Regions from separate parts of the Zea mays genome. Here region 2 is linked to region 1. A link is a contact called in public Hi-C data. All regions are on one chromosome and are shown on one strand. Each heading gives the region's core, a stretch centred on a gene start, on an enhancer-like site or on the middle of the called end of the contact. The rest is flanking DNA. Distances are from core to core; before and after follow the strand shown.

What was found. A called contact is a pair of places that touch in the nucleus more often than the background predicts.
Region 2: a contact with region 1 is called in a Hi-C map of tassel, with 3 times the contacts expected there. The contact joins the promoter of LOC100279201 here to the promoter of LOC100272591 in region 1. A contact is called at or near these places in 2 of 25 Hi-C or Micro-C datasets (leaf and tassel) and 1 of 3 datasets of contacts at active chromatin or transcription factors (leaf).

What each region holds. Positions count from the first base shown.
Region 1 is chr3:114,685,098-114,689,476 of Zm-B73-REFERENCE-NAM-5.0, forward strand. LOC100272591 (putative disease resistance protein) reads left to right here and starts at 2,483. Exons shown (of 4, transcript NM_001359661.1): 1 at 2,483-3,412; 2 at 4,251-4,379. The coding sequence starts at 2,632.
Region 2 is chr3:114,961,299-114,966,019 of Zm-B73-REFERENCE-NAM-5.0, forward strand. LOC100279201 (Cytoplasmic tRNA 2-thiolation protein 2) reads right to left here and starts at 1,577. Exons shown (of 7, transcript NM_001152225.1): 1 at 1,239-1,577. The coding sequence starts at 1,537. It overlaps LOC103650438, which reads left to right and starts at 2,615. Exons shown (of 3, transcript XM_020550868.3): 1 at 2,615-3,056; 2 at 3,178-3,693; 3 at 3,789-4,056. The coding sequence starts at 2,697. The coding sequence ends at 3,869.

The sequences.
Region 1 (4,379 bases), core at 1,233-3,732:
TAGATGTTGTTGGAACGAAAGCTAAGAAGATAAGCTTTCCAACCCAACTATTCCCATGTTAAAATACGCTCAAAGTTGACGGGATCGTCGTAACAAGCTGACTTTCAGAATCTGCTAGAAATCAGTGACACCTATTTTTGGGCCCGAAGGACTTGTACACACTAGGGTTTCTCAACCACCCCCTTGCCCACTGACTTAGCCATCTTTATGGTGTATATATTAAGTAATATCTATTAGATTAAGGGGGTTTTGCTTAGATTATTTTGTTGTAAACAGTTTTGTCGCCACGTCGATTTGTGGAACCCCAACTTGAGTGCTTAATCCTTTCTATTCGCAATTTCAGTTTGCATCTACTGTGTTCTTCGATTCGCACGCTGAGATTAGCCTTCTTAGCAAGGTCAGCTGGATTGTGACACTATTGATAACTAGATGAGAAGTGGTGCTAAGGTTGCAGGGTTTGGGTCTTTGTGATCTGAAGTCGGATCGGTGTGTAGAATCTCTAAAAAATTGATAGTATTGTGAACCTAATGGATGAGCGGGAACCCTTGCCCCATCACCATCGCCCTGGTTGTGGGCACTTAGGCCAAAGGAGGTCACGTGACACCATGCTGCAAGAGGGCAAGTCTAAATATATGACATTCTAGGAGGCGACCTTACCATCGTTGGCGAGGTGAGGTTCCTTGAGAACTAGTTACTAAAAAGTCATGGAGAAGTCAGGCAGCAGATCAATGTCGGCAATGTTGTTGGTGATGCTAAAGAACCCTAGGTTATAGCCGCGTAGTATGTTGATGACAAGTTGTGAGTCAAGGACGGTGTGGTCGACATCACTGGGTGCATCAGTGGTAGCCTTTTTCTAGCAGTACTCATCGATGGGGAGGTCACCCTGAGTCATGGAGTGCACCTTGTGACTAAGGAAGATTGCATAGGGAGTCTTGTTTGTCAAGTAGAGGTACTTGATGGCAGTCCAGAGCAAGGGGTTGTTTGGTGGCTCTAGGATGACGCAGAGAATGTCGCATGCGATAGAGATGAGGAGCCAGTAGCAGACGCAAGAGTCGGCGACAACCTAAGCTGAGTCCTCGAGATGTGTCGTCGTTGTGCCATCAACATGTGGATGAAGGTCAAATTTGCTGCACAAGATGGGAAGAAGGCCGACTAGCGAGTAAAGCTAGGGCACTTCAACTCAAGGGTGATTGGCACCTAGGGCTTCATGATGATGGAAGCGTACAAAAGAATGTTGAACGACAACATGAGATCCGATTCGGAAGAGGTGCTGGTAAGGGCACTACACGTGGCGTTAGATGTCGACCTTGCCATTATGTTGATGGGAGAGGTGACGTTGGCGTGGTGGAGTGTCGACTTCGTCGGCTAGGGTTAGAAGAAGAGGTAGGTGCAGGCCCAATGAATGAGTGGCTCAGCAACATGAAACATATCGTGTGTAGGAGTTGGTGATGACGGGGTGGGCATTGCCCAAGGGTGGGTGGGCTAGGAACATTTTTATGTCAAATATAGTACTTCAAAAATCTGTTAGTGATAATCTAATAATATTTATTTGGTAATATAGATACATGTATTTTTATATAGACTTACACAAAACTTGAATGTCATTGCCTTTTAAATACGAAGTATACAAACTATGATGATTTAATCTTACAAGTGCTGGTGTCAGTAGCAATTTTCATTATGGATGGTCAACCTAATGGTGAGCAAGATGCAAGGTTGGGTGGCTAAGGCCATATTTGGTGGTTAAGGCCATGTTCGAAACATCTAGAGCCAATAGTTAGCTACTAAAAATTAGTTGTTGGATTCTAAACACCTTCAGTTAATAACGTAGCTAATTGTTAGCTACCTTTTAACTAACAATTAGTTCATTAGCTGACTCAACCCAGCTAATAATTTATTAGTTGACTAACTATTAACTTTAGGGATTTCCAAATAGAACCTAACTAACAAGGTGGCCACTAGCAATGTAATCCTACAGATATCACCTTGTACTAGCGGCTATATGTATATCCTGCCCTACGAAGACTTTCTATTTGGCTGTCAAGTGTCAAATGTACTCTCCACGAGTCATTAAGCAAACAAGACTCGGATCGGATCCACATCTGACATCTCTGACAAACTCAACATGCATGTGAGAGACGAGAGAGGAATGACAGCCAAAGTGTACTATGCAATTTAATAAATGCCGTTTGACATGTATAGGCCCTTTGTTAAGTAAAGTAAACCAAGCTACCTCAGGTCTACTGGTTAACTGAGATTTCTTTCTGGTGATGAATGGGGTGATCATCTCGGTGACCACTAGCGGTGTGGACACGGCGGGTTGGGCCAGGCCACCGGTGTCAGTGAACCGAGAGCCCCTCAGATCTGAGCACCACTGACCGGCGACCCATCACCGCGGCGGTTGACCCCCAACCCCCCGTCTCCCACTCTCCCGCCTCCCTATAACTAGTCTCCTTTCCACTCCCCGCCTCGCGAGACCACACGCGACGGCTGCCTCCACCACGCCGATGGCGACCGCTCACTCACCCAGCTGAACAACTCCGCCGAGCACGCGCAAGCAGCAGGAGCGATAGAGATAGAGGAAGGCGACGAGGAGCTCGGTCCGAGCTACTAGCTGCGGCTGCGGCGACCATGGAGTTGGACCGGCTGCTGCTCGACCAGCTGGCTGGCGAGGCCCTGCGGGAGCTGCTGCACGCCGTCCAGGGCACCCTGTTCTGCCGCTCCACTGCCGAGCGCCTGCGCCGGAGCGTCGAGCCGCTGTTGCCGCTCGTGCAGGGCCTCGGCCCGCACGCCCAGCGCTCCGCGGGGGACCTCGGCGAGCTCGCGGCGCGGGTCAGGGAGGCGCTCGACCTGGCCCGCCGCGCCGCCACGTCCCCGCGCTGGAACGTCTACCGCTCCGCGCAGCTGTCGCGCCGGATGGAGGCGGCCGACCGCGGCATCGCGCGCTGGCTGGAGCGCCACGCCCCCGCGCACGTCATCGGCAACGTGCGCGGTCTCCGCGACGAGTCCCACGCGCGCATCGCCCGCCTCGAGCGCCGCGTTGACGAGATCGCCGCCAGCGCCGCGCAGCCGCCGCCCCCAGCCCTCTCCGTCCCCGTCGCGCCGCACAAGGGCGTGACCATGCCGATGGAGGTGCCAACTCACAAGGGCATGGCTATGCCGATGCCGATGCCGGTTCCTGTGCAGGCGGTGCCCGCCAAAGCCGGGGTGGTGGCCATGGACATGGACCTCACCGAGGGACACGAAAACGAGGGGATGGTTGGCGCCGGCGTTAAGGTGGCCAAGGAAAAGGTGAAGGAGATGGTTATGAGCGGCGGCGGCGGCGGCTGGGAGGTGGTCGGTATCTCCGGCATGGGCGGCAGCGGCAAGACCACGCTCGCCATGGAGATCTTCAGGGATCATAAGGTCCGAGGTAAGGAGAACAAGAACCAGATCATAACCATCTTTTCCTTCAGTCCTTTTCCAAATCGTGCAAAAATTGTAGCTTTCCATGAATTATTGGGTGGAAAATTCTCCAGATTGGGGGCGTGGCCGTGGCATCTTGGATGGTTGGTTTACGTGCGTGTCGTGCAATTAGGTGAAGCGAGGTTGATGCTTTCGCTTTTCCCCAAACCTCATGCTTGGTCAAATTTGGCGCTTTGACCAGCTAGTGGCAACTGTACTATTGTGATGGGGTTAGATTACTTCTGAATTCTCACAACTATAAGTGTACCACAACATCTACTCTGAAATTCTGCTTGGACTTGAGTAACTTTATCGTGTTCATGGTTGCCTAGTGGCTGCTTAATCTTAAATCAAGATAGATACCTGTTTAATGAACGGCACATGAGACTAACTAAATCTATTTCACAAAGAATGAACCCAATTCAGATCCAACTATCCAAGTAACCTGCTTCTTCGGGGGGGAAAAAGAAGATCTGGAGCTATGCCAATTTATTGTCTTCTGCTAGTGCAAGGAATTGGGATCGGTGACGTTGGTTTAGCAGTAGTTAAGATAGCTAAATTCAGCAGCTTGTGTTCATAGCTCCGTCGTCTCTGCTTGCCACAAAAAATAAAAGATCATAGTAAACTTAAATTCAATTACCACAACAGCATCTACTGGTCGATTCGAAGTGACTTGCTATCCCAAATCTTAGTTCAGTCTAGCTTCATGATTGTCTTTGTGATCTGATCCCTTTTTGCAAGCTTTTTCCCTCCTTCATGATTGTCTTTGTGATTCTGATTGTGACGTAGTTTCTTTCTTTCTACAGCCTACTTCAATGATAGGATCTTCTTTGAGACGATCTCACAATCCGCAAACTTGGAGGCCATCAAGATGAAGCTGTGGGAGCAGATCAGCGGCAACATGGTGCTCGGTGCATACAACCAGATCCCAGAAT
Region 2 (4,721 bases), core at 327-2,826, 280 kb after region 1:
TATTTGATTATGACAGAAAACTTGATTATATTTTCTATCTGTTTTAAACTGCTGTTGTGACGATAGAGGTGCACAGTAATCTCTCTCTATCAGTCTTCCCCATATCTGTTTTGTTTTTGGCTTATCTCATAGTATACACACCATGTGTTTGTTGAAATGCCTATGGACGAAATCATGTTGCAGTACATGGTAATAGAGTACTCCCTCCGTTTCTTTTTAGTTGTCGCTGGATAGTTCAATTTTGCACTATCCAGCGACAACTAAAACGAAACGGAGGGAGTAATAGTTAATTTTTCAAATGTTCTTTTGTCACAGCCTTAAACTTACTATGTCATTGATATTCGTGGTGGCTTAGATCTTGAATGTTTTCAAAATCAATGTGCATACCAAGCAATTCGCAAGGGCAAGTAAGCCAAGTTTAATCTCTACTCGAAAGGATAGTAGTAAAATTGTTGGTTCCACAGCATTGCTAATGCAGTTTGGTTCTTTGTGTTTTTTTCAGGCCCTGTTTGGTTCCTTTAGTCACTAGACTAAAGTTTAGTCGCTAAAGCAACCCGTTTGGTTCCGGTGACTAAACCGGACTAAAGAGCATTAATTGTTGTGAATAATGACTGTATTACCCCTATTAATTAGTGAATGTTTGCTGCAGGAAGTTAGTGGAGAGGGCAAATAAGATAAAAATCCTACTTTAGTCCCTTTTAGTCACCCCCTTGGCGACTAAAGAAGTAAGTCACCCCATTTTAGTCACCATGTTTACTTCTTTAGGGACTAAAAGTAACTAAACTTCGGTCACTAAACTTTAGTCACCCCAAACCAAACGGTGCCTCAATGTACACAATTTTGTTCGGATCTCTTTCTATAAACCACCAACTATATAATACATTTTCCAATTTGATATTTCCTCTGGTAAAACACTATTCTATAATCAAGCCACTGTATGTTGTCCAGACTCCAAGACGAACATGAACTCTGAATATAGAGACTAAAATTTATTCAAAAATTAAACTTTTATACTTATACATATCCTAATACAAATGATAAAATGTGAATTTAGCACCATGGCGGCAGCGCGCAGGTGCGCGCAGCAGTTACTAGTATATATATGATGGGCATGTGCATTGATGATCATTTTCTTTTTTGCGAGGTGCTGTGTATTGATCTCTCGTCACCGTGCACGGTTTTTCGCAAATTACCCGGTAGAGAGAACTGGGGGAAGGAACAGGGAGAAGTGGGGGAACCTGGAGGCGGGACCGCCGGAGAAGGCGAGGAGGACGGCGTCTGTGGGGCGCACCATGGCGTTGCTCGTGACGGAGAGCTTGAACTTGCCGAAGAGGTGAGCCCGGAAGCAGCCGGCGCACATGCCGACGCCGCCGGCCACCGCGACGGCCGCGCCGCCGCCGTCGCACTTGCCGCACGCGGCGGCGGCGGAGGCGGTCGAAAGGCGTCCCATGCTCTCCACCAGAGCATCCTCCTGGCCGCCCGCGGAGGAGGACGAGGAGCACTGCGGCCCGCAGCCGGCGCCGCCGCAGGCTGCCATGGCGGGCGCGAGGAGAGGGGGACCGGAGACGTGGGTCTACTAGGGGTTTGGGAATTGGGAATTTGGGATTCCTTGATTCTCGGCTTCTCGCCTCACGTGCGTCGGTGCGTGTGCGGAACGGTTGTCGGCCTTCGTTTTGGGCCCATCTGGAGCTGGGCTGCCCAAATAAGGCCGAACTAAGCCCAAGATGATAGACACGTGTTGTTTTCGTCAATTATTACTAGGTTAGTGCCTCGGAAACATATAACTATCATGATAACTTATATATAAATGTGTTATATTTTTATGAGAAAATATTTTTTAATCCATTGGTGATCTTGGCTATACATATAAACTTTGTTATTTTAATCTACATGTTTCATCACTACATTGCAACCATCAATATCATGCAGACCTATATATATGATAGTTAGGTGTCTGTACGTTGCGACGACTCACAAATTAGTAATAAAACGCGAGTGCACAACAATTACATGAAAACAAACAATATATCGACAATCGTACACTAATCTATTTCTTTGTAGAGATATTGATAAGTCTTTGTTGTATGTTTGCATGAAGCATTGAGTTGTATCTATTTGCATAATGTGGTTTGTTTAGGGGAAATGATAGAATATGTAGTTCTTACATTATAATTGCGAGTTAATTGTGCTATTTTCAGGTGCACTATGGAACGGATTTGTGGTTTTTTGGTTCCTGATTGCTACTGCTCTGGTTCTGGAGTAAAATCGATTAATTTCCTGCCTTTTCTGGTTCAGCATTGCAGTATCATTGCAAGACTTTTTTCCATGTCCTGTCATATTTTCCTGTTCCAAAACCATACACACTCTGCTGTATAGCTTGGATGAAAATCACTCAAGGGTATCTCCATCACTTAAAGGTGTTTAACTTTGGATTTGTGCATATGGTTTATCCCTGCTCAGGTTTATTACGATAAATGGTGATTAGTGGCACTATATCATATGCATGACTTCAGCTTGTTCCTAAATTCACTTTCTCAAGTCTCACCAATTTTCTTCATGTGAACCTTTTGCAGAGTAGATCATGCTCACTTGAAGGTTCAGTAAAGTTGAAGAACCTATTTGGATACTCTGAGACCTGGGATGCATCAGGCGCTCTTGAATTAGATAAGACAACAGAACTAAGTGTCGGAGTCCAAATGCCTAGGATCGGAGCAATACCAACTCCCCTGATGGCTAGAATATCGTTTGTGTCTGACGACTGGTTAAAGTCCTCACTCAAAGAACACCTGATGGGCGTTTCTGTCGACTTGCTCTCCACCATGAACCACAACATTACTTACAATTTGGCATGGAGAAAATTAACTGATCCAACACGCATGCCATCCAATTCTGCACAAGAGGAATTAGGACATAACCTTTTGTCCTCTATTAAGTACGCGTACAAGGTTGACCGAAGGGACTCAAGCATAAGACCTGCACGCGGATATGCTTTTATGTCGACTTCTCAAGTTGGAGGGCTTGCACCAGAGAGCAAATATTCACGTTTTCTTAGGCAGGTATATCTCAATTTTCTTTTGTGCTCCATCCTTTGCACTGCTTGAAAACTGGGTTTACATAATACACCTTTCAACTGATTTGAACTGAAAGGTAATTACTATTTTCTTGATTGTATATCAGGAATTTGATCTTCGAATGGCTTTGCCTCTGGGTGTGCTGAATGGTGCTCTCAACGCCGGAGTGGCTGCGGGAGTCATCCATCCATTGGAAAGGGGATCTGCAGGATCTGTCTCACCACTTGTAGAAAGATTTAACTTGGGTGGTAATATGCCTCTTGTGTGCCACTTGGGTGGACCATCTTCACTATTAGGCTTCAAAACAAGAGGGCTACGGGCAGCAACAGAGTCCAGAACACATGACCCCAACACTCCTGGCAATGGCACTTCCCCTTCCTCTAAGCTAAATGGTCTTGGAGGTGAAGTAGCGGTGACAGCCTTCGCCGACCTGTCATTTGATCTGCCTCTGAAGCCACTCAGGGAGCTGGGAATCCATGGTCATGCTTTTGTCTGTGCTGGAAATCTTGGTAGATTAACGGAGTGTGATCTGCGGAAGTTCCCTGCCACTGAATTCCTGCAGACATTCAGAAGTTGTGCAGGATGGGGCATAGTTGTGCCGACCAGACTGTTCCGCGTAGAGGTTTTACCCCCTTTGCATTCTTCGTTGCTTTTTTTCTTCTTTTCTTTCTGTTAAAGCTGATGTTTAGTTTAACACGATTTTCTCCTCTTGTCCAGATGAATTACTGCTACATCCTAAAACAGCTTGATCATGACGGGGGGAAGACAGACATACAATTTAACTTCTCATCCTCCTAATTTGTAAGATGAAACCAAACAGAGCCTTAGTGGTAACAAAGCTCCTTGTAAACATCTCAATGGCAAACCTCAAAAAACCGGATTTATTAATAAAAAATAAGGTCAAAACCGGATGTGAAAGATATGAGTTCGTATACAAAAGAAAGAAAGAACTGAGTTCTTTATACTTTGATGGTCCACTGTCTGCGTTTGAATGACAGCCAGAAACTCGGCTTTGCATTGGGGATCTTGTATGTTGACTATGTGTTCCATGGCGTACTTCGCTCCTCTCCACTCCAGTCTCCACCATATCTATATGGGAGTGATGAAGCATTTGGCTAGGCAGACAGTCTCCATCCCCATCTACTGCCCGTCTTGTTCTTGTATGAGCTGCAGCATCAACCATTTTTCATGTTTAAGCAGACATTCTTGTAACTTGAGAATTATTAAGGAGGGAATAAGTAAGTTTTTTATAGAATTTTTTTATAAAAAACTACAGAGTGCGTTTGTTATGTACAGTGTGAGAGTAAAAGAAACCAAAACAACACATTCAATCGAATTTGTCAGAGTTGTCCCAGGGAAGAATGTTATGTGATTGGCCAAGTTGCACTTTCTGTATAAAAAACTTGAAAGTAGGAAACATGATTTAGAACGAGAAAAATAAAAAAAGGATTCGAAAAGATAGGGAAAAAAAGGAGAAACTTCAAAATGATTTTAAAAAGAGGGAAATAAAAAGGAAATTGGCTCATGCAGGTCTCGATCCTGCGACCTTCACGTTATTAGCACAACGCTCTAACCAACTGAACTAATAGGCCTATTTGATATAATCTAAAACCTAATTTTATTTATACACAAAGACGGAAAACATGCACA